Linked DNA regions of Mus musculus: regions 1, 2, 4 and 5 are each linked to region 3. The links are chromatin contacts, called in public ChIA-PET and HiChIP or PLAC-seq maps. All regions are on one chromosome and are shown on one strand. Each heading gives the region's core, a stretch centred on a gene start, on an enhancer-like site or on the middle of the called end of the contact. The rest is flanking DNA. Distances are from core to core; before and after follow the strand shown.

Region 1 (5,521 bases), core at 2,330-4,829, 620 kb before region 3:
CATATTTCAAGCACACGTAGCAATAGTGAGTGCATTTGGGCATTCTCTTGGACAGCAATAGAAATGTAGAACATTCTAGAATATACTACAGAAAGTTTACAGGGTAACAATGCCTTGAATGTTCCTCTGGGTATGTCTGCCGAGACTTTCTTTCTGATATACCCCTTGCCTGTGTCTAATCATGCCACCCATCCAGATCTTCTGGCTGACTCTTGAAGCTGGGTGTGCCAGGCTGGGGTTAGCAAGAGATTCTGGGAGCAGTTACCCTCAATCCGCATTCCCCAGCTCTGGGATCTGATGCCTTTTGTGTCTCATCCCCTTCCCATCAAGTGGACAAGTTCAGGCCCCATATCAGGGAACTGGAGAGATTGGGCAAGATGATGAAGGTAGGTCACGTACCCAGGGACACACAGCAGATATTATGTGCAGACCAAATCATTCTCAGCTCATCAGACATTCTGCCTCTCCCGTTTCCCTCACACTGTCATCTGTTGGGTGCGTTTGTGTCCCTCCAAGCAATCTCTGTCCTGAGTCACTCTCCTCCTAATGGGTTCCTTAGATGTGTGTGTATGAGTGTGTGTGTGTGAGTGTGTTTGTGTATATTTAGTGTGTGTGTGTGTTGATACTTGTAGATGCTTGTTCCCAGCAGTGGACAAACTTGAGTGTCATTTCTTAGGTTCTGTCTACTTCTTTTTATTGAAAGAAGGTCTCTCACTGGCTTGGAATTCTCCAAGTAGGCTAGGTTGACTGATAGGAAGTCCCAGAAATCTGCCTGTCTCTGTCTACCCAATATGGGGATTATGAATGGGAGCCATGCCACATGCCTTTTCTTTTACATGGGCTATGAAGATCTAATTCGGATCTTGCAAGTGCTTTACTGATTGAATGGACTGCCCAGCCCCAGAGGCATCTTTCTAAAGTAGATATCTGGTCATAATTTTCCACCAGAAAATACCCAGACCGGCTCCAGTGTCTTCAGGTACAATGCCACCTCCTTAGCAAGACACACGAGCCTTATCGGGGCTCACTGAGACTGAATCACCAACCACAGAGCGTACACAGGTCAGACCTAGGCCCCCTGCACATATGTAACAGATGTGCAACTTGGTCTTCATGTGGGACCCCTAACAGCAGGAGCAGGGGCTGTCACTGACTCTGTTGTCTGCCTTTGGATCCCTTCCCCACTAACTGGACTGCCTTGCCTAGCCCCACTAGAATAAAATGCACCGAGTCCTATTAGAACTTGATATATCAAGGTGGGATAATATCCAAGGGAAGGCTCCCCTTCTCTAAGGAGAAAGGGGGGAGGGTGAGGGGAGGGGCGTTGAGAGGGAGGGACTGAGAGAAGAGGGGGATGGGGAAACTTCCATTGGGATGTAAAGTAAATAAATAAATTAATGAAAACAAAACCAAAAAACCAAAACCAAAACCAAAAAAAAAAAAAAAAAAAGCAAGCAAGCAAACAAAAAAAAACCCACCCAAAACCTCCAAAATCAACCAAACAAAAAACACACGGGGCCAAAGAAGGTGAAAAAGAGGGTGAATACTGCACTACCCTCCTCCCTTGTTCTGACTCTGCATAGGGATCTAAACAACTGCCACCTAGCTACGGGTGGCTCTTACCCTGATGTCCTCTGGTCCCAGGCTTCTCTCTCTGTACACCTGACCTGTGTCCCCTGAAACCTCCCAGACCTTTGGGCCACTTCTGCTTCCAGCTCCTGTGGCCCAAGTGCTTAGATCTGTCAGAGTACTGGGGATCTAGGACAAAGGCAGAGTCCTCCCCAACAGTGCCCCCGGGTGCTCCTCTACCAAGGCTGGTTTCTGGAAGGCTCTTGAAGGGTGATACTATTGGATTTTGTTTCAGAGGTGGGTTTCACTCCTCCCATGCCCCACACAGCACAGCCTTGCGAGCTGAGCTCAGACGGAGTCAGCCTGCTGCCTCGCCACTGTGAGGTGGTGACTCAGGGGATAACTGTGGGCAGGGGGGCTTTCCAGCAACCCAGTTAGCTGAAACCACACAGCAGCCTTCCTAGCCTGTGGGGTGACCTACTTCTCAGTTCCCGCAGCTTCGACGCCCAGCCGGCAGAATGTTGATGAGGAGGCCGTGCGCTGGCCTCTGGTGAGAAAAGGGGACAGAGATGCCGCTGGTTGATTTGACCTTGCAGAGCTGTGGGGACAGGATGTCCTGTTCTTTCTGATGCTGGGAAGTGGTCTGGGTAAAGGGGACTTCCTGTTAAGTCCGGTAAGTTCCCAAGGAAGGGGGACCGCAAAGGCTGTTTGGTTACACTCACCCAAGAGATTCTTCATTCGAACCCTCCTAACTAACCTTCCTGGGTGCATTTCCCAACCAGAAGGAACAAATCCCAAAGGGCTCCTCGCCCAGCTCCTCAGTTCGTGTTTTAGTGCTGAGGTGAAGAGCGTACTCTCTGCCTTGCATCCACGTGTAAGTACACCCTTCTCTCCCGTCTCAGGGCAGGAGGAACTGCTGGTGGGTCATCCAGGTGACTCACACTGCCTTAGTCCACCCATCCCTACAGAGACACAGAGATGCCTAACAAGGTCACTGGTCTCTTTCTTTCTTCAGTCTGGTCTTAACACCATGGCAGCACCTCCTTTTTCGTGAATCTTTTCCCAGCCAATCCCTTCTCCACGGGGATGGCCCAGATTCCCCTCCTGGGACTCCAGGCAGTAAAACTGTCCTAATTGGCTACTGTTTCCTCTCTCACCACTCTACTCTCTCTGGCTAGGATATCCCTGGAAGCCAGCAGCCTACTTAGCACTTGCCAGCCCAAGGAAACTGACCCTGTGGGTATAAAACATGCCCGGCCAGGCCACACACCACAAGACTTTTACACCCCTCCCCTGTGTGTTTTCATTGCAGGTTGGAGGAGGATAATGTGGAATGGTAGAAATGGGCCTTTAAAATAGGATGGCTTAGCCTTGCCTGGCTCCCTTCGTATTTAGCACCTGCAGGCAGGCCTGGCAGGATCTGCAGGCTACCTGTAAAACAGAGAGAAAGGGGACTCTGGCAACTTCCCTCTATGTGACTGCTAATGCTTGAGGTATACAAGCCATAGGCAGGGAGAAGGTGGGGAGTCAGTCAAGACCCGGTTTGACAAGGGTACTTGAATTTGAGGGCTTCCTGACTTCTCTGACTCTCAGTTAGCTCATCTGTTAAATGGGTTTAATCACACTGCCTACATAGGAAAGATGTAGAAACAGTCCTAATAAATGTCCACTGACAGAAAGATGTGTAAAGAAAACATAGCATCTACAAAGGATGGAATATTATTTAGCCCTCAAGAAGAAGGAATGGGTAAGCCTTGAGGACATTTACTAAGTAAAATATGCCAGCCATAGAAAACAAACACTATATGATTTCATGTACTTGTGGCATTTGGAAGTAGCCACATTCATGGCCTCAGTGAATGGAATGATACCAGGAAGTGGAGAGAGAAGGGAACAGACAGGAAGTTTCCCTGATGCTGAATGTATAAGCTATAGACATTGGGCCTCCAGTGAGCAGCAATTTCCTGAATACTTGCATGTCTGTTAACACGGGCAATCTCATATTGAGAGTTCTTACCACAATAAAAAAGTCATCTGCATGGGAAAAACAATATTACCCACATCACAGAGCTTGCACAGTCTAAGACAGCGTGCCAAGAATATATGCATTTGGTAGTTGGTAGCTGTGCTTGCTGGTAGATGGCTGGGTAAGTCCTTAAAGAGGAAGAATCAGGCAGGTAATGTTATACGAGTTGGGTTCTTTAGACTTCTAATTTATTCTCTCACCCTCACAGTGTCATGTGACTCATATCAGGGACCTTCCAGCTTGTTTTAGACAGGGTCTCTGTGGTTTTTTGCTACACATGCTGGTTGGCTTATGAGCTCCTGTCTCTGCCCCTTGTCTCTCTGTAGGAGCGTTTTGGTCAGATGTGCTGTGGCATCCATCTTTTACGAAGGTTCTGGGATCTTGTGTAGAAAGCGCTTTACCCACTGAGCTATCTTCCAGCCTCTCACTCACTCTCGAGGTCTTAACATTGTGGAAATGTCTTATATATCATTTCTGACCATCATAAATTTAAGTATCGATTAGTAATCTCTTTTATGGAAAAGTAGATTCATGTGTTCCCAGCACACTTTAAAGAGTCAAAATACATTGTCACTTGCTAATTTCTGGCAACAAGGCCAAATCTTAAATAAAGAATTAGATATTTAGGAAGCAGAAACTGAGGTTTCTCAATCTCGCTGAGTTACCCACCCCCCCTCAGTGTATGGTGCAATGAGTGGCTCACAAGCTCTTATAGCCACTAAATGATGTTCTCCTCAGCCCTTGGGCACCCGTGGACACGGGGGAGTTTGGGCTCTGGGCTGTGAGTGAGGAGTGAGCTTGAGATCTGACAACTGACACCTTGGCATCCCCATCCCTTGTCCCATACCAAAGCCCAGGAGTTAAGAAAAGGACCACCCACTTATCAGTGAGTGCATATCAAGTGAGTCCTTTTGTGATTGGGTTACCTCACTCAGGATGATATCTTCCAGATCCATCCATTTGCCCAAGAGTTTCACAAATTCATTGTTTTTAATAGCGGGGAGTAGTACTCCATTGTGTAAATGTACCACATTTTCTGTATCCATTCCTCTGTTGAGGGACATCTGGGTTCTTTCCAGCTTCTGACTATTATAAATAAGGCTGCTTAATGAGCATAGTAGAGCATGTGTCCTTATTACCAGTTGGAACATCTTCTGGGTATATGCCCAGGAGAGGTTTTGCTGTGATATTAGCCTAGAAACTTAGAATATCCAAGATACAATCTGCAAAACACAAGAAGTCGTCTTCTTCTTCTTCTTCTTCTTCTTCTTCTTCTTCTTCTTCTTCTTCTTCTTCTTCTTCTTCTTCTTCTTCTTCTTCTTCTTCTTCTTCTTCTTCTTCTTCTTCTCCCCCTTCTCCCCCTTCTCCCCCTTCTCCCCCTTCTCCCCCTTCTCCCCCTTCTCCCCCTTCTCCCCCTTCTCCCCCTTCTCCCCCTTCTCCCCCTTCTCCCCCTTCTCCCCCTTCTCCCCCTTCTCCCCCTTCTCCCCCTTCTCCCCCTTCTCCTCCTTCTCCTCCTCCTCCTTCCCCTTTCCCTCTTCCTCCTCTTCCTCCTCTTCCTCCTCCTTCTTTTCTTTAAAGATTTATTTATTTATTATATGTAAGTACACCGTAGCTGTCTTCAGACACTCCAGAAGAGGGAGTCAGATCTCATTACGGATGATTGTGAGCCACCATGTGGTTGCTGGGATTTGAACTCAGGACCTTCAGAAGAGCAGTCAGTGCTCTTAACCTCTGAGCCATCTCTCCAGCCCTGACCCCTTCTTTATTATGAACTCTACAGCACTCTCTGTATCCAACAGGGGACAAAGACAGCAGGCAGCATGACATGCAATGTCTTTTCAGATAGCAAGTTGGTATTGTTGAAATGTTCTATCCCAGCTCTGCACTTTAACTCCCAGGAGTTCACTTCAGGATCAGGGCAGGTCT
Region 2 (5,477 bases), core at 1,301-3,800, 680 kb before region 3:
GAGATCTTGTCTGGAGAAACAAGGAGAACAGCTCCTGATAAATGATACCTGAGGTCAGCCCTTGACCTTCACATGCAGGATCAAACATGTGTACAACACACACACACACACACACACACACACACACACACACGCACACAGACACACACAGACACACACACAGACACACACACATACACACACACATACACACACACACACAAGCTAGAGAGTCCAGCTGACTACTTCCAGATTCCTGGAACAAGGAGATCTTCTTGTAGTAGCCTGCTGCATTTGGGGATATTTGTTACACAGCTACAGATAACCGACACACCTGAGCTGTCTTTGCTATTTCAGTGTATTGACTTAAAATTGGACCGGATGGGTTCAAATGTTGGCTTTTCCATTTGTAAGCCACATGGCCTCAAGCAGGTTTAATTCATATGTGCCTCAATCCTGTCCTCTGCAAAGTGGAACTAGGAATAGTATCTCTGTGCAGTTCCAATGAGAGAGTTCATAGAAATTGCTTGGGGTTTTATAGCACTAAGATTTGCCATTGTTATCACTACCACATCTAACACAGCCTTCTGCACTTCATACCCAGATTCTCCATGCACAACACTGACTTGTTCTCTGAAGGTCTCACATTCGTGGTCTTTTCTCCTTGACTCTGCACAGTGGCTAGAAGACTCTGAAGAATACCCAACACAGACTAAGGGGCTCAGTTAAATAAAACAAGTTTATCAACAAGATGATGACAAGGGACAGCATCTGCTGTGAGCTCATTAGGATCAGAGTTGGACATGGGAGACCTGTTGGACACTGTGGGAACAGGGCCTAGCACTGTCAAGTGCAAAGCCATCTTGTCAAGTTGGATGGAATAGCTAGACAGTGATACAGCGAGGCCAACACAGGGGAGTATGGATGTCAATTCTGGAGCAAACAGCATGACACATGTGAGTGTTGGTGATGTGCTTGTTGACTAAGTGGAACGAACACAGAGCCAGATGCTCCTTGTGGATCCTCAAGTGGCCAGCATTTGGATGATTGGACAGACACTCAACAGTGTGATGGACAGAGAGAACTAGAAGCCCGAGGAAAGGGTTTGAATTAAGAATTTCTACATTGCCCTGGAACATTGAGTGGCTTCTACATCCCCACAGCTGTGCTCACTTGCTTGTCTGTGATTGGCTCCTGCTTCCCAGCTTGCTTCTCACTGAATAGTAGTTCACTGGTCAGGCCTTCAAAAGATTGGCAGTAGACAGGGAGTACAAGGATTCTAACAGAGAGAGAGAGAGAGAGAGAGAGAGAGAGAGAGAGAGAGAGAGAGAGAGAGAGAGAGAGAGAGAGCAGTTCTACCTCCTGCTACAAGGCAGAAGAAGCAGCTACATCATCTCCTGGGCTCTGGGATGCTAGGGAAGGTGAAGTGATAGGAGGGCTGGCTTTTGGGTCCTGCCCAGTTGAGCCCTGGGAAGATAGGACGTTTTTGGAATCTTGTGTTCCTAAGGCCCTACTTGTCAGATTCCTATAGGTCTCATCCTGAAGTCAGAATAGCTTGCTTAGCAGCCTGTAAGTAGGGGCTGCAGATTCATCTACCAGCATGCATTTCTTAGAATCTACTTTTTGTTCTGAGATCCCACTGGCTAGAGATGGGTTGAACAAACCAAGGTCGAACTCCTGTACTCATGGATTCCAGTACCTAGAATGAGGGGTCTCTTTATAGGCTATGCCAGCTCTTAGGATGAAATGGAATTGACCAAGGGCATGGATTCTTATCTCAATGACTCGGAACACTCCTAGCAACCAGTTGGTAAAAGCTGGGGACATTTTGTAGTTCACAGTATCTCATGGCAAAGAGTAACCTTGTTAAAAATACCTGTCAACTATGCCTTGTGGACTCCTTGCCCAGTGGGAGAGCCAGGTGTTAATTTGCCACACAAATGAGCAGTCACACAGCACCCATACTCTGAAGGAAGCACAGGGAATCAGCAGGATGATGCTGGACCCTCCCCAATGCCAGCTGGACCCACAGGATGATGCTGGGTCCACAGCCTACTGAACAATGCTACCCTCATTCAAGAAAGGCTTTCTGTTTTCAGTTAGGCCTCCCTGGAAATCCTGGAAATTCCCTCATAGACACACCTAGAAATATATTTTATTAATTTCCCAGGTATCTTTCAACCCAATCAATTGTTAATCACCACTAACCATCACATTTATCCATATAATAAGCTAGATGCTAATCTTCTCTGTTTTTGTAGAGGCCAAAGTACCCAAAGCCACACAGGTCAACAGACTGGAGATCTACCTAGACACAGCTAACTAGTGCCCAGCCCAAGAGCCTGTCCCTTAACCTCTCATTTATCCCTGTGTCGTAGCTCCTTTTCTGGTTATTATGACCAGTACTTGACAAGAGGCAACTTAAGGGAGAAAGGATTTATTTGGGATGAAATTTTGAAGGTATAGTTTGTCATGATAGAGAAAGCAAGCTAGCAGGAACACACAGCTATATGCTTATCTCTATGTGGACCACGAAGTGGAGAGGGGGCAGGAAGTTGGGCAGGACTGTAAACCTCAAGGCCTGCCTCCCCAGAGATCCACTTCCCCCATGTAGGCCCTTGTTTTAGTTACTTTTCTGTTGCTTTGATAAAACGTCATGACCAAGTCTACTTCTAGAAGAAAACATTTATTTTGGCTTATGGTTTCAGAGGACTACAATGAGTGATGGAGGAGGGAAGATCAGCTCACATTTTGATCCACAACCACGAGGTAGAGGAAGAACACTGGGAGTCTTTTAGAACCTCAAAGTCCACCCCCAGTGATACATCTTCTCCAACAAGGCCACACCTCCCAATCCTCCCCAAACAGTTCTACCAAGTATTCAAAATAGGAGCCCAAGGGGACTATTCTTTAAATCACCACAGCCTCACCTTTAAAAGGTTCCAGAAACTTCCCAGAGAGCACCATGAGCTGGAGAGCAAGTGTTCAAACACACAAGCCGGTGTGGGACTTTTCCTAGCCAACCTGTAACACTCAACAACCCTTCTGCTCCTCTGTCTTCCAGCCGAGACATGCCACTGTTTGTTCTTGGTCCTCTGGGCAGGTAGCAAGAATCTTATGGGAAGAGCCATCTGTTCTCATATGCTTTGAGTGTGAGATGTTGCTGCTCAGGACAGTTGACTATGCTTTGCTGGTCCTGAATTTGCCTTCAGTGATGACATTAGCCAAGGCAGGAGTGATTATACCATACAAATTGGCACAAGCTACAACAAGGGCTGCTTTTAATTTCTTTACTCCCTGGAGCTGATTGTTGCCCCTCTGCTAGTATGCCATATCCCCAAGACTTAAGATTTCCTGGGGCTCACTCATTGGAAACCTCTACCTCAGACAAGGCTCTGTCTGGATTGGATGTTGGGAGGCCTCTGGCATCCTTGCAGCTTTCTTATCTTTGCTGCGTGTCTGGAAGTCTTCTGTCTGTCTTTCAAAGGCCACAGTGGCCTAGGCTCCAATTTACTGGGCTCTCAGGTTCTGGACAGCAGGAGGGAATCAGGGCTGCCCACTGTAGCCTTTCTTAGGATGGAGTAAGATGCAGTAACTTCTGTTTCTTTCCCTCCACATTCACATAGCAGCATCTCAGGGAGGGTAGCATGGGGCCCAGGATCTTAGAGCTGACATTTCTACCTGCCAAAACATAGTGAGATTTAAGTGTGAGCAGAGACAGGAAAGGCCAAGGGCTTTCTTGTCCCTTAGAGAGAGACAGGCCATGCCATGTTCCCTGTGGAGGGTACCTGCATGAGCTGGGGTTCTCCCATGGCAGGTCCCCATGTTTGCTCCATCTGACAGATAAGGAAACTGAGGTTCAAAGAGGAAGTAACCTGCCACAGACACAGACTGTGAGGGACAGATGTGAGAGCTTCTCTGGGGCAGAACCAGAGGCTGGCTTCCACATTTCTCTAGGCTCAAGTACAGAGATCAGCTCAGGACCAACATTACCTTCAGACCCCTCGTTGGATATCCATATCTTCCCGACTTGCTGCATGAAGAAGGGGTTTCCCCAGCTGCCTATGAGAGGCCAGTAGGAAGTGCTGCTGTCCCCGTGTTCAGCCTTGTGTATCAGGTCTGTGGCTTCTCCAAGGCTCACTGAGGCAATTGGAAGGATCCTGAGGTTTTGAAATTGCTACAGGCTTTGCTTGGGTTGGTAAGCCAGCTGACAAAGTAAAGGCAGGCATGGGGTGGTCACCATGGTCTCTTTTGGCCACATCTGATGCCTAGACCCCCTCATTCCTGCTTATAAGCCCACAGTGCCCACTCCCATGTGAACAACTAGCTCGTACATTTCCCCATTCGGCCGGTGGTGAAAACTGTGCTATTTTAAGCCCACATGGAAGTATGTCTTTTTTTTTTTTTTTTAAAATAAGGACCATCTGCTACCGGCCCCAGCCCAGATGATACAGTTGGAGCCTACCCACAGCATCCTCTCCCGCCTTCAGACGGTTCCAGGAACGAGAGTGAGTCAGACTCAGCTGAAGCACGTCTTGCTAACCCAAGCAATAGCCCAGGGGCCCAGCATAGGGGACCACCTGCTCCCAGGGCAGGTGTTCCCTGCAACCTCTCCACACAGGGAAGGAATCTCACCCTGAGCTTCATGGGGCACTCAGACCCGCCTTCCAGATGTGCCCCTTCCCTTTCCAAGGGACTGCAGCCAGCCACAAGTTCAAGCGCAGCTGCTACAGCTCCTGGCCCTGGCAGCTTGTCACAAAGCGCGTCACACAGTGAAGCTGGTGGCTCACAGCTCGGTCACTTCCTGCCAGTGGCGGCTCTCAGAAGAACTCCTGGGTCTACTTTAGGTGCAAAAAGGGTAATTGCTATCAGGAAAGGACGACCAGGGGTGGCGTCGTAGGCAGCTGTGTCTCTGGGCCATTGAGAAGGTACCTTTAAACACTAGTGGCTCAGCAATGCTACCCAGCTATCGGCCCAGGTGCAGCTTTCAGCTCTCCACCTGGCTGCCCTTCCTTAGCAACGAATGTCTCATTGTGAAGAGAGGCCATTAGCTTCCAGTGCACATCTGGCTTACAGACCATGCTTGCTCCTCTCAAGTGTGAGGCAAATACAGGATTATCAGACCCATCTATGATGCCAGCAAATGTGAAGGAGGACCACACATGGGAAGGGTTTGTTCTGCTGCCCAGCGATCGATCATGTTTTGTATCATACGGAGCTGTGACTGTGCCATCTGAGTATGCTGAGAAGCTGTAGAGACCTGGAAGGCCAGACTCTCTGGACTTGTCACCACCCCAATGCACTTCTTGAGCCCTAGAACAGCCTCCAACCCCAGCCCCAAGGGACCCTCAATAGAGAGTTCACAGGTAATGGTTCTCCAGCCTGGCTATTAGATCATTGTAGCTTTGGCCTTCATTCGTGATGCTGGGAACCTGGGGACCCCAGAGGCCAGGATTCAGCTTGGTGTTTATCTTCTCTGAAGTTCCCTTTCTCCTCCC
Region 3 (5,922 bases), core at 2,154-4,653:
TAGAAGAAGAAAAATAAATAAAAAGAAGCAAGGAAAGAAAGATGAAAGGAATGAATAGAAAACAGTGAAAGAAGGGGAGAGGGGGAAACACACACACACACACACACACGGCAGAGGGGCCAGCAATGAGGGAGATTTTGTTCAGAGCAACTAAGCTCAAGAATTAAAAACCAGAAAAACAATGTAGAGTGGGACTGGGTTTGAGAGCTGATCCAGTTTGGTAAGGGAACTTTCCATTTTCTACATAAAGTCCCGAATCTGACTCAGGTAATAGTTGGCTGTGATTCATCCAATCATTCATGCATAGATCCTCTGGGCCACTTGATATTTTTCTTTGCAAATGTTGAAATAAAGGTTCAGTGACACTTCTAACTGGTTCAACTGAACAGCATTGGCAAGGATTTGGGTCAGAGTTGAAGCTTGCTTTCTGCAATTCCAAACATGGCTTTCCACGTGGTCCTTGCTCTTTCTGTAATACTCTTCAAAGGGATAATTTCCGTAGTTGTAAAGGATCCTTAGTTCATGGTTCCAATATAGGAGAAAGGCTTTTTGGAGGACTCAGAAAAAGCAGTGTCTGATATACATTAGTATACTACATGTGCTCAATCCTCTATCTATCCATCATCTATCTATCCATCTATCATCTATCTATCTGTTTGTCTATCTGTCTGTCTATCATTTATCTTATTTTTTCAGAAGCAATGAAACTATGGAGAGTAGTGGGTAGCATAGTGAGAGGAGACAAAGGTGGAAAGATGAGGAGAGGAACTCTGTACAGGGTATCACACACCATCTATGACCTGTACTGTCAATGCTACACAAGTGTTGTAGAGCTTTCAGTAAAGGTCAGACAATCCTGATGATGAGAACAATGGGCCAAGCCAGAGGGCCCCATCTTTGCCCCCTCCACACTTTTACTCCTTTTTTCCCATTTTTATTAGGTATTTAGCTCATTTACATTTCCAATGCTATACCAAAAGTCCCCCCATACCCACCCACCCCCACTCCCCTACCCACCCACTCCCCCTTTTTGGCCCTGGCGTTCCCCTGTACTGGGGCATATAAAGTTTGCATGTCCAATGGGTCACTCTTTCCAGTGATGGCCGACTAGGCCATCTTTTGATACATATGCAGCTAGAGTCAAGAGCTCCGGGGTACTGGTTAGTTCATAATGTTGTTCCACCTATAGGGTTGCAGATCCCTTTAGCTCCTTGGGTACTTTCTCTAGCTCCTCCATTGGGAGCCCTGTGATCCATCCATTAGCTGACTGTGAGCATCCACTTCTGTGTTTGCTAGGCCCCGGCATAGTCTCACAAGAGACAGCTACATCTGGGTCCTTTCAATAAAATCTTGCTAGTGTTTGCAATGGTGTCAGCGTTTGGATGCTGATTATGGGGTGGATCCCTGGATATGGCAGTCTCTACATGGTCCATCCTTTCATCTCAGCTCCAAACTTTGTCTCTGTAACTCCTTCCATGGGTGTTTTGTTCCCAATTCTAAGGAGGGGCATACACACTTTTACTCTTACCACTAGTTGGAAGCGCTTTTTTTTTTTTTTCTCTCGTCAATGGCAGACCTCAAATTCCTATGCTGGAAAAATGTCAAGGTCTTCAAGTTCTTTAAGAAGAGACTGCCCACTTCTTCTGAGGTTCACACCAGAAATGCTGGCTAGTATGTGGGGGAAAAGAGGCTTTCTTTGTGGTTTGCCAGCTTCATGGGCTGACACATAAATAAGCATAGGTAAATAATTTTCTGGAAACCAGCCAAGTAAAATGATATGTTCTCAGACCAACCTGGAGATCCGAGTCAGAAGTGAGGCCATCTTTGCCACAGTGCTCATGCATGGTTTACAGGTTCCCTGTTTAGCTGACTCCCTTGGAAGAGTCTGTATAATACCAGATCAAGCCTCCTTAGGTCTTACTCTAAAGACTGTCTCTAAACAGAGCAAAAGAGGAGACAGGCATCTTGAAGCTGAGAAGTGGGAGGGAGAACAGAGATAAGAGAAAAAAATAGGAGTTGAAATCTGTGATGGGCAACCACAGACCTCATGCCTAGGGGATTAAAACACTCTATAGTGATTATCCCCAAATGGATTGCATTGTGTCTTTTCATTGTGATGGTGCTAAAATGGTCACCAGGAAGTCAGAAAGTCAACTTCAGGTTTTCACCAGCATTTGTGTGTACCATGGGAACCCCTCACATGACCTGCATATGTTAGCTAAATGCCCCAAACCAATGGTAGATGCCTGGCATTGAAGAGCTCTGGAGATGCCTTCCTCCTGAAGAGCCACAGTGGCTTTTCAGAAGGCCTCTCTGGGTTTTACAGTCAGAGCCTCTGAAATTCTCAGGGCCCCAGGAGTGATCTTTACAGTCGTTATCTGTGTGTTCCAGGTAGCTGATGCTCTCTTGTTTAAAATTCTCCAGTGAGATTCCAGATTTGTCAGGGTGAACTTCAAAGTCCCTGTGTCCTTTGGTTACTGTGAGCCTTTGCAGGCCTCAGCCCCCTCTCTACGTGAAATATTTTCTTTCTGGCATTTTCAAGGATGGACCCCTTCTCATGTGTGTACGTGTGCATGTGTTTTCATGTGAGTGAGTTGTGTCCTTTATCAAGTGTCCTCTAATTCCTGACCCCTGACTGTTTTGGGACAGGGTCTCTCACAGCCTGCCAAGTAGACTAGGATGGCCGACCAGTGACCTCCAGTGGTCAGCCTACTTGCCTCCCCTTCCGGAGTCTGGAGTTTTAAGTGCTTACTCTTCCCATTCTGAAACTTGTGATGGACACCAAGCTTTCGTCAAACTCAGAGTTTCTCCTGCCTCTGCCTGACAAATGCAGGCACTAAAAGCGTACACCACTCTATTTTGCTGTTTGCCCTGCTCTAACTCCCTTTATTTTATATTCTCTCTGCTTTAACAATCGATGTCTCATCCCACTTTCTCACCATGTTCCTGTTCCATCCTGTTATTCCTCCCCTCCCCTTGCCGCCATCAAGACACTGTTGGTAAGATGCTGCTTCCTGTGAGACCTGCCCTGGAAGTGAGCTGGGCTATCCCTGTTCTCATCGAAGCTTAGGCTTGCTCTGTTGCTGCTCTGGATTCTCTGGGCATTTTCTCACTTAGTTTTCTTTTGCCTCTCCCTGGTGACTTTGACTTGCATGTGCAGTCTGTGATCTAAACACAGGGCACAACTGGTGACAGAAAAAAAAGATAAACAAATAAATGTGAGATAAAGAAATAAAAGGAAACTAGGCGTACTGACATTCTAATAAAGAGGTCTCTGTACTATCTATCATGCAGAGGCCCAAAATGCTGTCATAACCTTTTGCCTCCTCAGGCTGTGTAGGAACCATGCTAACCTCAGCCTCGGCAATGTGACAGATCTTCCTGGAATAACCAGAATCAGGGGGGCTGGGTGTCTCTTGCCCACACCCAGTGCTGTGTTCGCTTTCTGTGTTTCCTGTCTGCCCACTCACGTTTGATTTGGTCTCTTTCTCATCAGTGAGGCTATTTTCTTTCACAACATATGCTTATTTTTTATTTTGCCCATCCTTTTGAAATGCTCATGTCTCTCTGACATTTGTCAAAATGGTTTAATGTTTTTTATTTTATAAATTCACGTCTTTAGAGACCTGCCCTTGCAATTTAGGGATACAACCACCAGGTGGCAGGATGGCTTTCAAACTACCAGGCTCAGCCTATTGGCTGAATTCTGTAGGAAGTAGGTGTCTACCCAACTTAAGAATGGCAGCCCCTGCAGGGCACTTCTAGGGTGAGAAGCTCAGGGAGGGAAGACAGCCATTTAGTTATGAAAATGGAGGGGAAAAAAGTCGTCTGTGCAAATGCCTGGGGTCAGCAATTTAGGAGCACTGATTACCATCCATGGCGGTCCTTCTCCTCAAGAGTTAAGTCATCTGACAAGGTGTCCTTCAACCATGTTGGACACTGCCTTGATCTCACTCAGTAGGGATGCTCCATCTCTCAAATAGCCCTTTCTAAGCAACCTTTAGCACTGCCATGTCACTGATGTCTGTCCGGGTGGGTCTTAGAGCTATTCCCTCTTATTTGCCCCCTCCTCCAAGAAATCTGTCAGAAGAAATCAAAGGAAAAATTTTAAAAAAGGCCATGGTGGCTGTGTTCCATGCAATGTTTTGTTCTGTTTCCACCAGAAGGGAAAGATTCGAAATGTCCCACCACCTGGGTCCACTTGGTTTGCCTGAAGTTAATTCACTCACCAGCTGTCAGGGCTGCTTCTGTCCTTGGGTGAGATTTGGCTTGCTCACCCACTCTTCTGAGCTGCAACTGGGCCTGGCCTCATTAGAAGCCATGTGGCCTCCATAGCTGGCACCATTACTGTCCCTGGAGTCAACCCGGATTACATCAGCCTCCTCTGATGGCCCAGAGCAGATTTCACACTTTTTTTCCTCTTTCCAATTTGTGCTGTTTGGTTGCTGCCTTTGCATCCTGGGGAGTCGCTGTGTGGTATGCAGTCAGAGGGGCTGCCATGATTCTCAGTCTTGCTCTTACAGCTCAGCCCCACTTCTCCAACTCAGTGCCCCCGGGGGACTCCAGGTGGGGGTGAGCTTACAAACACTATCCACTTTAAATTTTTTTCTGAGTAACTCAGGTTGGTACTGTAGATGGTGAGGTTTTTGGCAGACTTATACTCCCCATCCTTTCTAACAGATGCATGGGAGAATCCCAAGAGTGCACACGGGAGCATATCTTTGTTCAAAAGGCTGGGCAGCCTTCTATTGACTTGACCCACACCAGGTGGGGGATACACATAGAGGCTTTCTCATGGAGTTAATGAAGCTGAACAAGAATTTACTCGGGTCTTCTATCACATTGCTGGGTACCATTTAGATGGATTGTGGGTGATGAAAATGAGCTTGAGTTATGCATGAGAAACGTTAAATTCCAGTCTTCACTGCACCCCTGTAAATACCTGCGCTGTTTAAGAGATATAAGAATGCATACTGCAGAAGACCAACATCGCCCAACAGGTGACAGAGACTCAGAACAACACTGTTCTGGGTCTTTCTAGACCAAACCTTGCATGCTCTCCTCTGAAGCAGTTCATGTCATTCCTAAGTCTGATTGTTTTTCAGTTCATAAAAGCAAGACTTGCTTAGTATAAAAAATTCAAAGACGTAGACAAATACAGTCTTTGAACTATCTTTGGCCCATGAGTCAGTGTTAACTTCACCAAACGATTTGATGTGTCTCCATTCTGTGGTTATTGTCAGCAATATTTCTAATACACAGCTAAGTAGATCAACAGATGGGCCAACACTCAGTTAACTCTTTCTCCATTGGTCTAAATTTGAGTCTTGTCTCACACAAATGGCAATCACAGGGTAGAGTTTGAATTCCCCCTTCAGGGACTATCAGTACTTGGAATATTTCTTGGCCAATAGCCTCAGTGCATGTGAAGCTGATTTGCACACTGGCAACTCGAAGTCCTGTGTGCAGATGCCTCACTTATCTACCTGCAGAGACGATGAGAGGAAATGCGCCACAGTGTCCGCACATTCTAGGAAGAGAAGATGCCATCTTGCTGACTATATTTCTCATGGGATTGAACACCTTCTATTTTGGTCATTTAGAGACAGGTTTTTCTATTCTTACTTTTTTGGTCAGTTATATATTTTATTTCCACTGTTGGAGATTTGACATTGCTATCTTCTGACCTGTTTATACGGAGTATATAAGTAGCTGATATATTTTATATCATATATTTTATATAGATCTTGATCTTTTCCATTTTACTCTGAAACATGAGAAGGTGAATTTGTCTTTCCTGGTTCCAATGAATAACAGTCCTCTCCCACCTCTCACCACAGATGCACACGGAGAGGCTTGGGCCAAACAGGAAAGTCATCCAAGTACCAGCTTACAGAAGGAAGTAAACTATAGCCAAGCCAT
Region 4 (5,386 bases), core at 146-2,645, 530 kb before region 3:
TGCTCAGAGTGGTAAAGGTCTGAAGAATGAGCTGAGGGAGGACCTGCAGTGTGCTCAGAGTGGTAGAGGTCTGAAGAATGAGCTGAGGGAGGACCTGCAGTGTGCTCAGAGTGGTAGAGGTCTGAAGAATGAGCTGAGGGAGGACCTACAGTGTGCTCAGAGTGGTAGAGGTCTGAAGATGTATTCCATGAATCCTGGATGTCAAGTCTTTTCATTTAGCTTTAAATTTTTTTGTTGTTGTTGTTGAAGATTGAACACAGGCCCTTGTGCATACCACACATTCTACCACTGGACTGAAGCCCAACCCTTTAATTTACTTTTAAATTAAAAATTGTATGTTTTGTTTGGGTCTGTTGAATATATGGTGTGTATACACATTTTGCATGTGTGTATGAGAACATGAGAGGGCCCCAGACTGAGTCCTCCTCTGACTTTCCAGCTTATTCACTAAGCCAGGGTCTCTTGGTTGAACATAAAGCTTTTAACACAAGGCTCATGTAGCAAGCTAGTCTGCTCTTCAGATTCCACCTTAGCCTTCTAAGTGCCAGGATTACAGGTGGGGCACCTCACTTACCTGACGATATGCTGAAGCAGGGGATCGGAACCCTAGATCTCACGTTTGTATGGTGAGCGCTTTCCCTTTATTTCAGGTTGCTACAGTGTCCTGCTAAGTTACTCAGGCCTTGAGCTCAGTCTGGAGCCCCATGGAAACCTTGAACTTGTGATTCTCATGCCTGTGGCTGGTCTGCACCGTTCGGCTTGACTAAGCTCTGAAGTATAGATCACTATGTTTATTTCATGGGTAGGGGAGCAGAAGTTTACTCCTTGGCACAGCCAGTAATTGGTGCCTGAGCTCCTCCTGCAGTGTGAATCAAGTCCAAGGTGGCTGGGTCCAGTACAAAAGAGGATCCAGGACAGCCCATCTCCTTCCTTGTTTTCATCCTTTTGGCAAATAAAATGGAGAGTCTGAGCTGCCTTTTTGTTTTGTTTTGTTTTTTGTTTTTGTTTTGTTTTTGTTTTTTGTTTGCAAAGAAATTGAAAGTTTTCAGCAAGACAGAGGGCAAGGTGAACACAAAGAACCTGGACTCTTTGATTTCTCCTTATGAGAGAAGAAGAAACATCTTCCTCAGAACACAGCAGAAGTAGCCATCTTAATTATTGTAGCTAACTTCTCAGGAGCAGAACTCTGGCTTGGCTGTGGTTCTTTTGGTTTTTTGTTTTGTTTTGTTTTTTTGTTTCTAAACAGATTGGAACATGTAGCTTTTTCACACATGGTAAATTTGGGGTGAAGAGAGACAGGAAACTCTCTGAAGATTGTGGTAATATCTTCCTGGGATCACTCTGAAAAATAGCACCCTGTCACCTTGAGTTTTGAATAGAGTAACTGCAGTGGCGTGCACAGCAGGGGGAGCCATGAGTGGGTGTTGGGAGCCCATGGACTCTTCTGTCCTGGTCTGGGCTCCTGTCCCTGACCTGTGAAATGAGGTGTGTGCTAGTTGTGGTTCTTCCAGCACTGGTGCTGTGCATTTGAGCCCAGGGAAGGAGCATTTGGGCTTCCTTTGTATTCCTGCCTGCAGGGCAGCTTGCTCTAGAAGGGGAGCACTCCGCAGCCTGAGCTAATGGCTCCCCTGACCCTAGCAAGGGATGTGGTAATGAGAGCTATCTTCTCTGAGTCTCCAGGCACATGATTCTGGAGAAGGACCTGGGTCTCAGCTAGAGAACGGAAGGGTACAGCCCGTTTGTTCTCAAGGGAAGGAGAGGGGCTCCACCACTGTGCAGCTGAGGACCTTGTTACTGAATCTCAGAATTAGCCCAGGGACATTTGCCATTCTATCTGCTACATAGTAGTAATTTCTCTCAACCAAGGTTTTCCTCTTTGCCTGTATTCCTCCTCTCCTCTTCATTTTTACAACAAAATTATTTTCCTCATATGCAGGAGGTTGTACCCTAGCTCAGGATTTCTTCTGACTTCTTGCCTCGAGGGGATGCAGTGGCCACTTGGTAGCCACAGGACTTCAGCCAGAGGGCAGAAGGGACATCAGGGTTTCAAGGCAGCCCTTCCATCACCACTACACAGGAGGAATGCATTCACTTCTCCAAAACAAACTCCAGGTTAAAAGGGATTCCATTTGAAGCATTGGAATCCATTACGTAATTGTTTAAGAGAATGAAGCTGACCAACAGACATGGGAATATGTGATAGCCACAAAAATAGAAAATCAACAAGCCAGCCCAAACAATAACTGTTACTCACTAACTCTTAACAAAGATGAAACAGAAATAGAAACTTAAGGGAATAAAGAAGGAAGTAGGTGGCAAAAAAACCAGAGGGTGATAATTTCAGTGTGATTTCCCATCTTGTTTGGCGATGGGGTTCCTGGCAGTCAGGCAAAGCAGGGTACTCATGGACACGGAGACATACAGTTTGTCAGGAGCAGTAATGATTTTCCTTCCAAGGTAGGCATATAACAGTCCTGTTACCTGCCTGTTACCATTTTCAGACTCTATCTATGAGTCTTTCCATTTTTTAATTAGGTTATAGTCAGTGTCCATGGGGATGTCTGAGTTATAATATGAATACTTTGGGGCTGGAGGCATGGCTCAGTGGTTAAGAGTGCTTGCTACCTTTCCAGAGAGTTCAGTTCCCAGTGCCCATATGCCACAGCTCATAAGTGCCCATGATTCCGGTTCCAGGGATCCATGCCTGTTTCCAGCCTCCACTGGCATTTGCAAGCACATAGCATCTATACACATAGACACATACACATAAATAAAAATAAATAAATCTTTTTGTTTGTTTGTTTTTTTGTTTTTTCAAGACAGGCTTTCTCTGTATAGCCCTGGCTGTCCCGGAACTCACTCTGTAGACCAGGCTGGCCTTGAACTCAGAAATCTGCCTGTCTCTGCCTCCCAAGTGCTGGGATTAAAGGCATGTGCCACCATTGCCTGGTGAAAATAAATAAATCTTAAAAAAACTTTCAGGATGGTATGGGCTCATATATGGGGGACATATATGGAAGCCATTTTCTTCAGCAACAGCAATAGACTGCTCAAGACAGGTTTCAGTGATACCTACTGATTGCTAACAAAAGTTGTACCATCAAGACCTGGCTTCAAAGGGACTTTTGGTTTATCTAGCTCTGGACCCAAACATAAACTTCCTTTGTGGAGGTATGGGAAAGCAGTCACTGGATTTAGAATATAAGATATGGTTCCTGCTATTCATGATAGCTGGGGTTTAGGCGGGTTAACTTTTACGTCCCTGTCAGAGTGATTTCTCATCTCCACCTGTGATGATAGGCCTCTCTCTCCCCACCCCTCCCCCCAAATACACAAATGTCTTGATTTTCTGCAGCTGTAACTTCCAGGGAGGTTTTGATGTCCCTTAGGCTGGGAGCTATTTGTCCCATGTCCACGGTCTCCTCACCTTCAGGGGCATGGCCCACCTGCACTAACTTGCTCCTTCAGTGGTCACTTGTCTGACAGATGGGTCCAGTCTAACGGCCCTTGAGTCTTAGAGAACAGTGACTGGGCCTACTAAGGTAAATTTCAGTGGACTGTCATGGGATCTTGAGTTTGATACCATTTTTAGTGCAAGTGCAGATTCTATGGGCATCTGAGGTCATAACTTTCTGGAAGTCTTATCAGGTAACTACTTAACCCTTTCAGCTACAGAAAGCTGAAATATTGGTGATGTTCAAAGATACCATCAGGAAACTAGCAATTTTTTCCTGAAGGCTCAGTGAGGGTAAGACAAGTTCAAGGCAAAGTGGATGTAGCCAAAAGAAAAGTCTTCCATGTCTTCAGGGTTCACAGGACATTCACAGGACCAAACAATAAGCCAAAGTGTATCTGCTGTAAACAGTACCGAGACAATCTTAGAACCCCAGGACCTTATGAGTGGATAGATAGTCCAAGGACAAGAGTTCACTTGAGTGGAGAGGTGAGGAACTTGGAGGAGGGGCTTTGGTGCTAGAGTGAAGAAGAGGAGGCAGCTAGAGTGTTGTATGTAGGACAAGTGTGAGCCCCAGGACAGACAGGAGGTGGGTACATAGGACACAGAGGAAAAGTCAATGCGGCCCACTGGGGAGACGTCCAAGGGCACAAGAGGAGGTGTGACCAGAAAGAGCCACATGTCTGCAGTTCACTCTGTGTTGGGAAGTTCTTAGATGCTTTTAAGCTGGAGTGCAGCTTAAAAGCTGGCTGCTGGGTAAGGAAAAACCTAGATGAACTCAGAGGGAAGAAAGTGGCTGATGGAGGAGTTGAGTATCATAATGCAGAAATGGTTAATGACTGAGAGAGCCAGGCCATGGCCACCAGGTGGAGGTGAGGCGGGGGAAGACTTATTTGGCTTTTCAGGGTCTGCCTCATCGGATAATTCTTTTTCAGGAAGAAAAAAAATAAGAAAAGAGCCTGTGTTTCCAGCCATGGACTTATTATAGGCAGGGAGACAGCCACTTAATGGGTGTGGTGGTTAATACAGCTAATTTGATGGAATTTTGAATCACCATAGAAACATACCTCTTGAGTAGTCTGTGAAGGCGTTTTCAGAAAGGTTTAACTGCAGACAGAAGGCCCACTGTCTTAGTTAGGGTTTTACTGCTGTGAACAGACACCATGACCAAGGCAAGTCTTATAAAAAACAACATTTACTTGGGGCTGGCTTACAGGTTCAGAGGTTCAGTCCATTATCATCAAGGTGGGAGCATAACAGCATCCAGACAGGCATGGCACAGGCAGAGATGAGAGTTCTATGTCTTCATCCAAAGGCTGCTAGTGGAAGACTGACTTCCAGGCAACTAGGGTGAGGATCTTAAACCCATACTCACAGTGACACACTCACTCCAACCAGGTCACACCTGTTCCAACAAGGCCACACCTCCAAGTGGTGCCACTCCCTGGCCCAAGAATATACAAACCATCACACCCACTCTGGGTGGCAGGTGACACTATTACTGGGCTGGGGTCCCAGAGAGAGTAAAGAGAAAGTAGGTGGAGCGACAGCATTGCCCTCTTGTTGATGCTTTCCTAATTGTGGATGTCATGGCAGGCTTCTGGTCTGCTTCAACGCTGGGCTCTGGAATTACAGACATATGTTACCACACTCAGTTTATGGGGTGCAGAGCACCGAGCCCATGGTTTTGGTGCACACTAGACAAGCACTTGATCAAGTGAGCTATCCCTAGTCCTGTTCACTCATTCTTATTTTTTACTGTTTCTGCTCTGTTTTAAGTAACATGAAGAAGCTGAGAAGGGTAGCTATCAGCTTGGTATGGTAGTATACACTTGTAATATCAGCACTTGGGGGAGGACATGGGAGAGTCAGGAGTTCTGGGTCATCCTTGGCTACCTAAGAAGGCCAGCTTGGACTGTGTAAGACCATTTT
Region 5 (5,380 bases), core at 899-3,398, 600 kb before region 3:
GCCTTGTGTTCTCTGTTATGCCAACCCCGAAGCCTCCCTTCTCATTGTTAAATGTGTGTGTGTTGAGGTGGGAGTAAATGTGGATAAAGGGCAGGAAACTGGAAGAGATCCTTGAGATGGAAAGGGGGGCTTAAAGGGAAGGGTTGGGAATGACAATAGCACACAATTACCATTAACTGTAAGGGGGATCTTGGAAGGAAAAGGGTGTGGGGGGGCACTGGAGCACAGGGCAGGAAAATGGGAGGGAGGGGTACGAGAATCAATCACAAAACAGTACGTTTGCAAGTGCTATCATAGAACCAGTTACTTATTTGTAAGCTAATTAATTAAATGAATGAATATACTCTAAAAATAAAATTGCAAGCTTCCTTGTATACCTAGATCACAGGTATAACCCTGTATGCTCTTCAGAATGTTTGATTGCACCGTGGGCCTAGCCTCTCCCAGCCTGGCCTGCCTTCACCCTCACCCCACCCCCTACCAGTCCCCACCTCCGCATCCGGCAGGCAGGCAGGCAGGCGTCCTGTCCTGGGTCCCACTGCTTGGAAGGATGGGTGTAGGTGGAGCCAGGCGCTGCTGGCAGGACGCTGGGGCTTTTGGGGGAAGGGTGGGGGAGAAGAGGGCACCCAGCTGCAAGGCAGGTGCTGCTGTCACCAGAGGTGTGGGTGCGCCAGAAGACAGCCTTGCATGCTCCACCAAGGTCCCTTAACCCCATGTCCCTATTCCCTTCCCTCTCTGAGCCTCAGCCACCTGCCCAAGAGCAGTTTCCACGCCTGGAGGGCATGCCAGGGCTGTGCCTGGACAAGAGCTGGCTGTGTGGACCCTTCCACTCCCCCACGACGCCAGCACTGCGCCAAGAGCTGTTGACTCTGGTTCCCTGCTCTAAGAGTCCTGTCAATTCCGAGCCCACATTCTACACTCTGGATAGATTGGAGGCCGTCAACACTGAGTTGTACAATCACACAGTAGGACGTGCAGCTGATGCAGGGCCTGGCAAATACATTCCGGGGCAACAGGTGTCCTTGGCTGGACACCATCTCTAGTCCTGCCTGACAGTGTCCACAGTGCATCTAAGCCCCTAGGATTTTTGAGTCCCTTTTGGTCCTGGCAGGTAACTTGCGCAATGCCCACCTCTAAGCCAAGTCTCTGGAGCCAGCAAGGGAACTGGGCCGGAGTTTGAACTTCCAGGTTGAAGTTTAGATAACTGAGCTATCTGAGGGGCCTGCTCCTCACAGCTGCCTTCCTGTGCCAGCATCCTCCCATCTTTCTGGGTGTCTGGTGGGCGGTGGGTTACCTGTGAAAGGCAGAGTGAAGAGGGTACCCTACACTTGCCAGCCGCCTGCACAGGCCTCAAAGCCTTTGAAGAGCTTCAGGCTGGGCGAGTTGGAGATGTGTAGGCCCGGAGCCCCTGTGAGCAGAGCACGCGCTTCGTTTTCATATTCTTGGTCGCCTTCATCAAGATATACTATTCTTCGACATTTCCTGCTCAGAAATCTTTGAATCTCGGTTCTTTGTCCTGACAGCAGGTGCAGACCAAGCTCTAAGAAGGCGCACTCTTTAGACGCCCCTGGGTTACTCAGCTCAGTCTCAAACCACAACAGATCATATGTTCCTCCAGAGAGATCCAGTGATGTGGGGCAGAGAGAGTCAAGTCCAGAATGGCCCCGACATCTCTCTGTTCATGGGGCAGAGTGTCTGCCTTGTGCAGAAGCCAGGAAGCCAAGTTCTAGGTCCTCAGCAGAGAGGCACCAGCCTGCTTGCTGTTTCTTGCTTTGACTTCTAGAACTGAGCCGTGCATCCTCGATGCCCCTGTTAGGAGCAGGGGGGGATGGTTCCCTCTCACTGGTAATGGTTTGCAGCAAGACACATCCAGACTTTAGCCAGTGGCCTTTCCTTCTTAGGCACTGGCCTACAGATGCCACAGCTGATGCCCAGAGGATAGTGGTCTCAACAGGTTTCATCCTGAAATTTTTATAAGATGATTCTGGACTCCAGGGGCCCCTTCACTGGGGGGACATAAAAGCCATTAGCTCCTGCGGTTTCCATAAAGGAAGTGCCCTGCTTCCTCTGTCGTAGCCCCAGTGGGTCTGGATAAAGACAGATTACAATCCTTGGGCATCTTAAGAACGAATACCATGGTTTCCGCCTTGCCTGTGCCTGGCACCGTGCCACACGGAATGGAGAGCCTGAGTCACAAACCTCAGGGATGTCAGTGCCATGCGATTTCATTCTTTCTGTGCCTTACCTTCCTCCTTTGTCCAGTGGGGTGTGTGTGAATAAGAGTATCAGCTGCATAGAATCAGTGTGAGGGAGAAATGAATCTGTAAATCTCTTCAGAACAGAGCCTGGTGTCAGCCAGTATGGAAGTGGGGGCTCCTAGCTATTTATCTTATGGTTGGGTCATTTGGCTAAGCAATGTGGATCTTAATCCAGCTATTGATGTGTTACTAAAAGTTTTCTTTTTCTTTCTTTTAATGAGATGGGAAGAAGGGGAAAGAGAGGCCATGGGAAGGAGGATATTATTAGTCTACGTCACTACTAAGCCAAGCGGAAGCCATTGGCTAACGTGGGCTCCAGGATTCCTTAGTGGAGCCACACTGGAATGGCCAGCTGCTTTCAGATAGTGTGACGTGGTGAGACTGAGGTCTGGAGGAAACTTGATTGGCACCGGACAGCCGTCAAGTCTTGCACTGGCAAAAGCTCTACTGAAGGCATGGGCTGTGGTTTAGTCAGTACTTCTTGCTTCAACTTTATATACAATGCGATTTTAGGTTAGCCATCAAACTACCACTAAGCACTTAGGAAAACTGAAAAAATTAAGAAAGCTCTGTGTGTTTGTCTGCTCAGTCTGAGCATCTGAAGGTGGCGTGACTCAAAGGGAAATCTCTGGACTATTGAGCTGAAGCCAGGGCTGCACAAAGGTTTGCAGAGTGCTCTAACCAATGTAGGTGCTGGCTGGCAAGTCAGGCTGGGAAGCAGCCAGCAGGAAATGTGCACGCAGCCCCACAAGGCTGCACCTGCCCGCCCTTGGAATGCCTCCTGCAGTTGAAAGCATCTCAGGTCAGGTCCTTTCTGAAATTCCTTTCCAGGAAGCCCCCTGAAGGTTCTTCTGAACTGAGAGCTCTAAGGAGTGGGCTTGGGACTTCGAGTTGACTCCAGGCGGTGACTGGAGAGGGCTGTGCAAAGCCCTGGCCCGTGTAGCGTCTGTCTTGAGCTATAACTCACTACAACTGAGCTACAGGCTAGGTCCAGGTGAGACTGAGGTGGTCTGCGTTGTTTTTCTAGAAATGGAAATGGCACCTGCTGAGTCATCTCAACTCTTCCCAGATGGCTTTTGTTAGCAACCATTTGTATTTCCTAGACTCCGGTTTATAAATGTCAACCGTTCTTAACCCCTTCTTCTCCACAGAACCTGTGTGGCCATCTCCGTCTCCTCACTGACAGTGTATGAGCCTGAGGGCTGGCAGTCTCTGAAGGTCAGGTGGCAGTCTTGCGATGCTTCAGGAGTATCTGACAGTGATACGGAAAGAGAGATTTTTAAGGGTAGTTGCTGTTTATGCCATGACAATTAGACTTGATCCCTTGTAAGCATTTCCTCCTCTTCCTCCTCCTATCTGCCATCTTCAAAGCAACGGGGCAGGAAAAAAATGCTGCTTTGCCCTATGTAGATAAGAACACAGCTGAGAGGGGAGAAGTTCACTTGGCCACAGCTCAATACTTGTAGAAAATACTGACACTCCACTCACTGGCACTGTGGTTTTGGTCTTGTTGCTCTTCTGTTTTTTAAAAACTCAGTCTCACATAAACCACAGGCTGGCCTGGTACTTTATAAGCAGCTAAGGCTAACCTTGAACTGTTGATTCTTCCGTCTCTGCCCCTCCCCCCCCCCAAATCCTGGGATTATAAGCCTGTCCCATTGTGCCCAGACACTTGCAGCCAGTGCTCTGTGATAGGTGATAGCTCTAATTCCTCAGTATCCCTTGCTTGCCATGCCTTCCCTGTGAGACTTGATTTGTTCTGGGTCAGTCTGGGGCTGAAGGGTGACAACAGGACATGTCATGATAAAGGAGGCCATGTAACAGGCCCAGTGAGGGGTTTATCTTGATCTTGGTAAGGTTGAATGATATTTGGCCTATTGCATTGTACAGCTGTGGGGTTGAGGATGGTGTGGGGAGGTGGACTGGGCAGAAGAGCGGAGAAAGCTTTTGCTTCAGGTCTGGAGAATAGCTAATCTTGAGGTCGGCTATGTTCTATGTTACCGATGGGTTAAACAAAAGTTCTAGAACCCAGAGAATCAGAGAGGGAGGGGTAAGGGTAGAGGGAGGGGGAGAGAGGGAGAAGATGGGGAGAGGGAGATGGAGGTCTAAGGGTGCCCAGGGCTTCTGTCTTCACATGATACACTCCTTTGGAGCATCAATAAGGTTTCATACTGAAACCTCCCTGGGTGTTAGGTTAGGAGAGCAACGCTAGTTTTCTATCATGTCCCAGCACTGGCATCGTATGCAGAAAGTGAGTGGCCACTATCTGACTCAACGAACAAAGACTGAGTAACAGGTGACGTCATTGCTACCAGGAAGATGGTCAGTGAGGTGGGGAAGATCATGGAGCAACAGACTTGGACGTAGGGGCAGCCAATAGGGCTCAGCAGGCAAAGTGCTTGCCATGCAGCTCTGGTGACCTGAGTTCTATCCCTGGAACCCACGTGGAAATAGAAGGACCCAACTCCATAAAGGTGGTCTCTGACTTTGACATTCGAACCATGGCACATGACCCCACAGCCCACACCCAAATCCATACAACAATTTTTAAAATGAAAAAGGACTGCCAGGAGCTGGCTTGCTGACCAGCACACACATTTAAGACAATAAAGGGGATTTGTTTTGGGGGAGTCACGTTTGTCTGTGAAAATGGAAGGCATTTTCTACCTATAAAATGAGGCCAGCGGTGTGACTAGGGTAGTCAGGGTTGGCTCATTTAAAATAGATGCCAGATTGGAAGGAAGACGTCTAATATCATAGAGCAGTGATTCCCAGGCATGGCAGCCGAATCACCTGGGAGACGTAAAAGCTTCCGGATGCTCAGACTATGCCTCAAATAACATCTCCCTCCGGGGAAGACACCAGCTATCAGTGGTTCCAATGAGTCCACAGGGGACTCCGCTGTGTGTCTGTGGTGTCTCGCCTTGGTTAGAACCATGAGCATTGGATCCTGAGCTTCGGGAAGGAGTCACACCCCCACTCCTATGTGGCCAGAACTTGGCTCAGCACTTAAAAAAAATGATATGCTTTGAAAATGTAATCAATAATAATTTTAAAACTCACGCACATGTGGAAAATGTGAGCTGGGGGGTGGGTCACGTGGGAAAGTGTTCGCTGTGCAA

What was found. HiChIP or PLAC-seq counts read pairs in DNA pulled down with a chosen protein or histone mark. ChIA-PET counts read pairs in DNA pulled down with a chosen protein or histone mark.
Region 1: an RNA polymerase II ChIA-PET map of effector CD8 T cells shows a contact between it and region 3, with 15 read pairs. The contact joins two enhancer-like sites. A contact is called at or near these places in 4 of 484 Hi-C or Micro-C datasets (all in liver) and 2 of 115 datasets of contacts at active chromatin or transcription factors (effector CD8 T cells and memory CD8 T cells).
Region 2: an RNA polymerase II ChIA-PET map of memory CD8 T cells shows a contact between it and region 3, with 5 times the contacts expected there. The contact joins two enhancer-like sites. A contact is called at or near these places in 1 of 484 Hi-C or Micro-C datasets (liver) and 2 of 115 datasets of contacts at active chromatin or transcription factors (large pre-B cells and memory CD8 T cells).
Region 4: a contact with region 3 is called in an RNA polymerase II ChIA-PET map of effector CD8 T cells, with 22 read pairs. The contact joins two enhancer-like sites. A contact is called at or near these places in 3 of 115 datasets of contacts at active chromatin or transcription factors (CD8 T cells, effector CD8 T cells and memory CD8 T cells).
Region 5: a contact with region 3 is called in a CTCF HiChIP or PLAC-seq map of CD8 T cells, with 5 read pairs. The contact joins two enhancer-like sites. A contact is called at or near these places in 1 of 15 datasets of contacts at CTCF or cohesin (CD8 T cells) and 2 of 115 datasets of contacts at active chromatin or transcription factors (embryonic stem cells and memory CD8 T cells).

The regions. Positions count from the first base shown.
Region 1 is chr12:25,238,267-25,243,787 of GRCm38.p6, forward strand. No RefSeq gene overlaps it. Among named protein-coding and RNA genes, the nearest start is that of Gm36441, 31 kb to the left of the region's middle. Within about 2 kb of position 3,580, at least 106 of the 459 cell types and tissues checked have an H3K27ac peak or open chromatin away from gene starts, as enhancers often do. A contact at or near this core is called in effector CD8 T cells and memory CD8 T cells, where this site is marked.
Region 2 is chr12:25,184,856-25,190,332 of GRCm38.p6, forward strand. The region is part of intron 5 of Gm36287 (a long non-coding RNA gene); the gene reads left to right. Gm36496 (a long non-coding RNA gene) reads right to left here. Exons shown (of 3, transcript XR_381348.4): 1 at 4,615-5,477; 2 at 3,973-4,186; 3 at 2,650-3,660. Among named protein-coding and RNA genes, the nearest start is that of Gm36496, 3.2 kb to the right of the region's middle. Within about 2 kb of position 2,551, at least 10 of the 459 cell types and tissues checked have an H3K27ac peak or open chromatin away from gene starts, as enhancers often do. A contact at or near this core is called in memory CD8 T cells, where this site is marked.
Region 3 is chr12:25,860,913-25,866,834 of GRCm38.p6, forward strand. No RefSeq gene overlaps it. Among named protein-coding and RNA genes, the nearest start is that of Gm29835, 120 kb to the right of the region's middle. Within about 2 kb of position 3,404, at least 27 of the 459 cell types and tissues checked have an H3K27ac peak or open chromatin away from gene starts, as enhancers often do. A contact at or near this core is called in CD8 T cells, effector CD8 T cells and memory CD8 T cells, where this site is marked.
Region 4 is chr12:25,337,601-25,342,986 of GRCm38.p6, forward strand. No RefSeq gene overlaps it. Among named protein-coding and RNA genes, the nearest start is that of Gm36723, 16 kb to the right of the region's middle. Within about 2 kb of position 1,396, at least 24 of the 459 cell types and tissues checked have an H3K27ac peak or open chromatin away from gene starts, as enhancers often do. A contact at or near this core is called in CD8 T cells and effector CD8 T cells, where this site is marked.
Region 5 is chr12:25,266,358-25,271,737 of GRCm38.p6, forward strand. No RefSeq gene overlaps it. Among named protein-coding and RNA genes, the nearest start is that of Gm46343, 35 kb to the right of the region's middle. Within about 2 kb of position 2,149, at least 77 of the 459 cell types and tissues checked have an H3K27ac peak or open chromatin away from gene starts, as enhancers often do. A contact at or near this core is called in CD8 T cells and memory CD8 T cells, where this site is marked.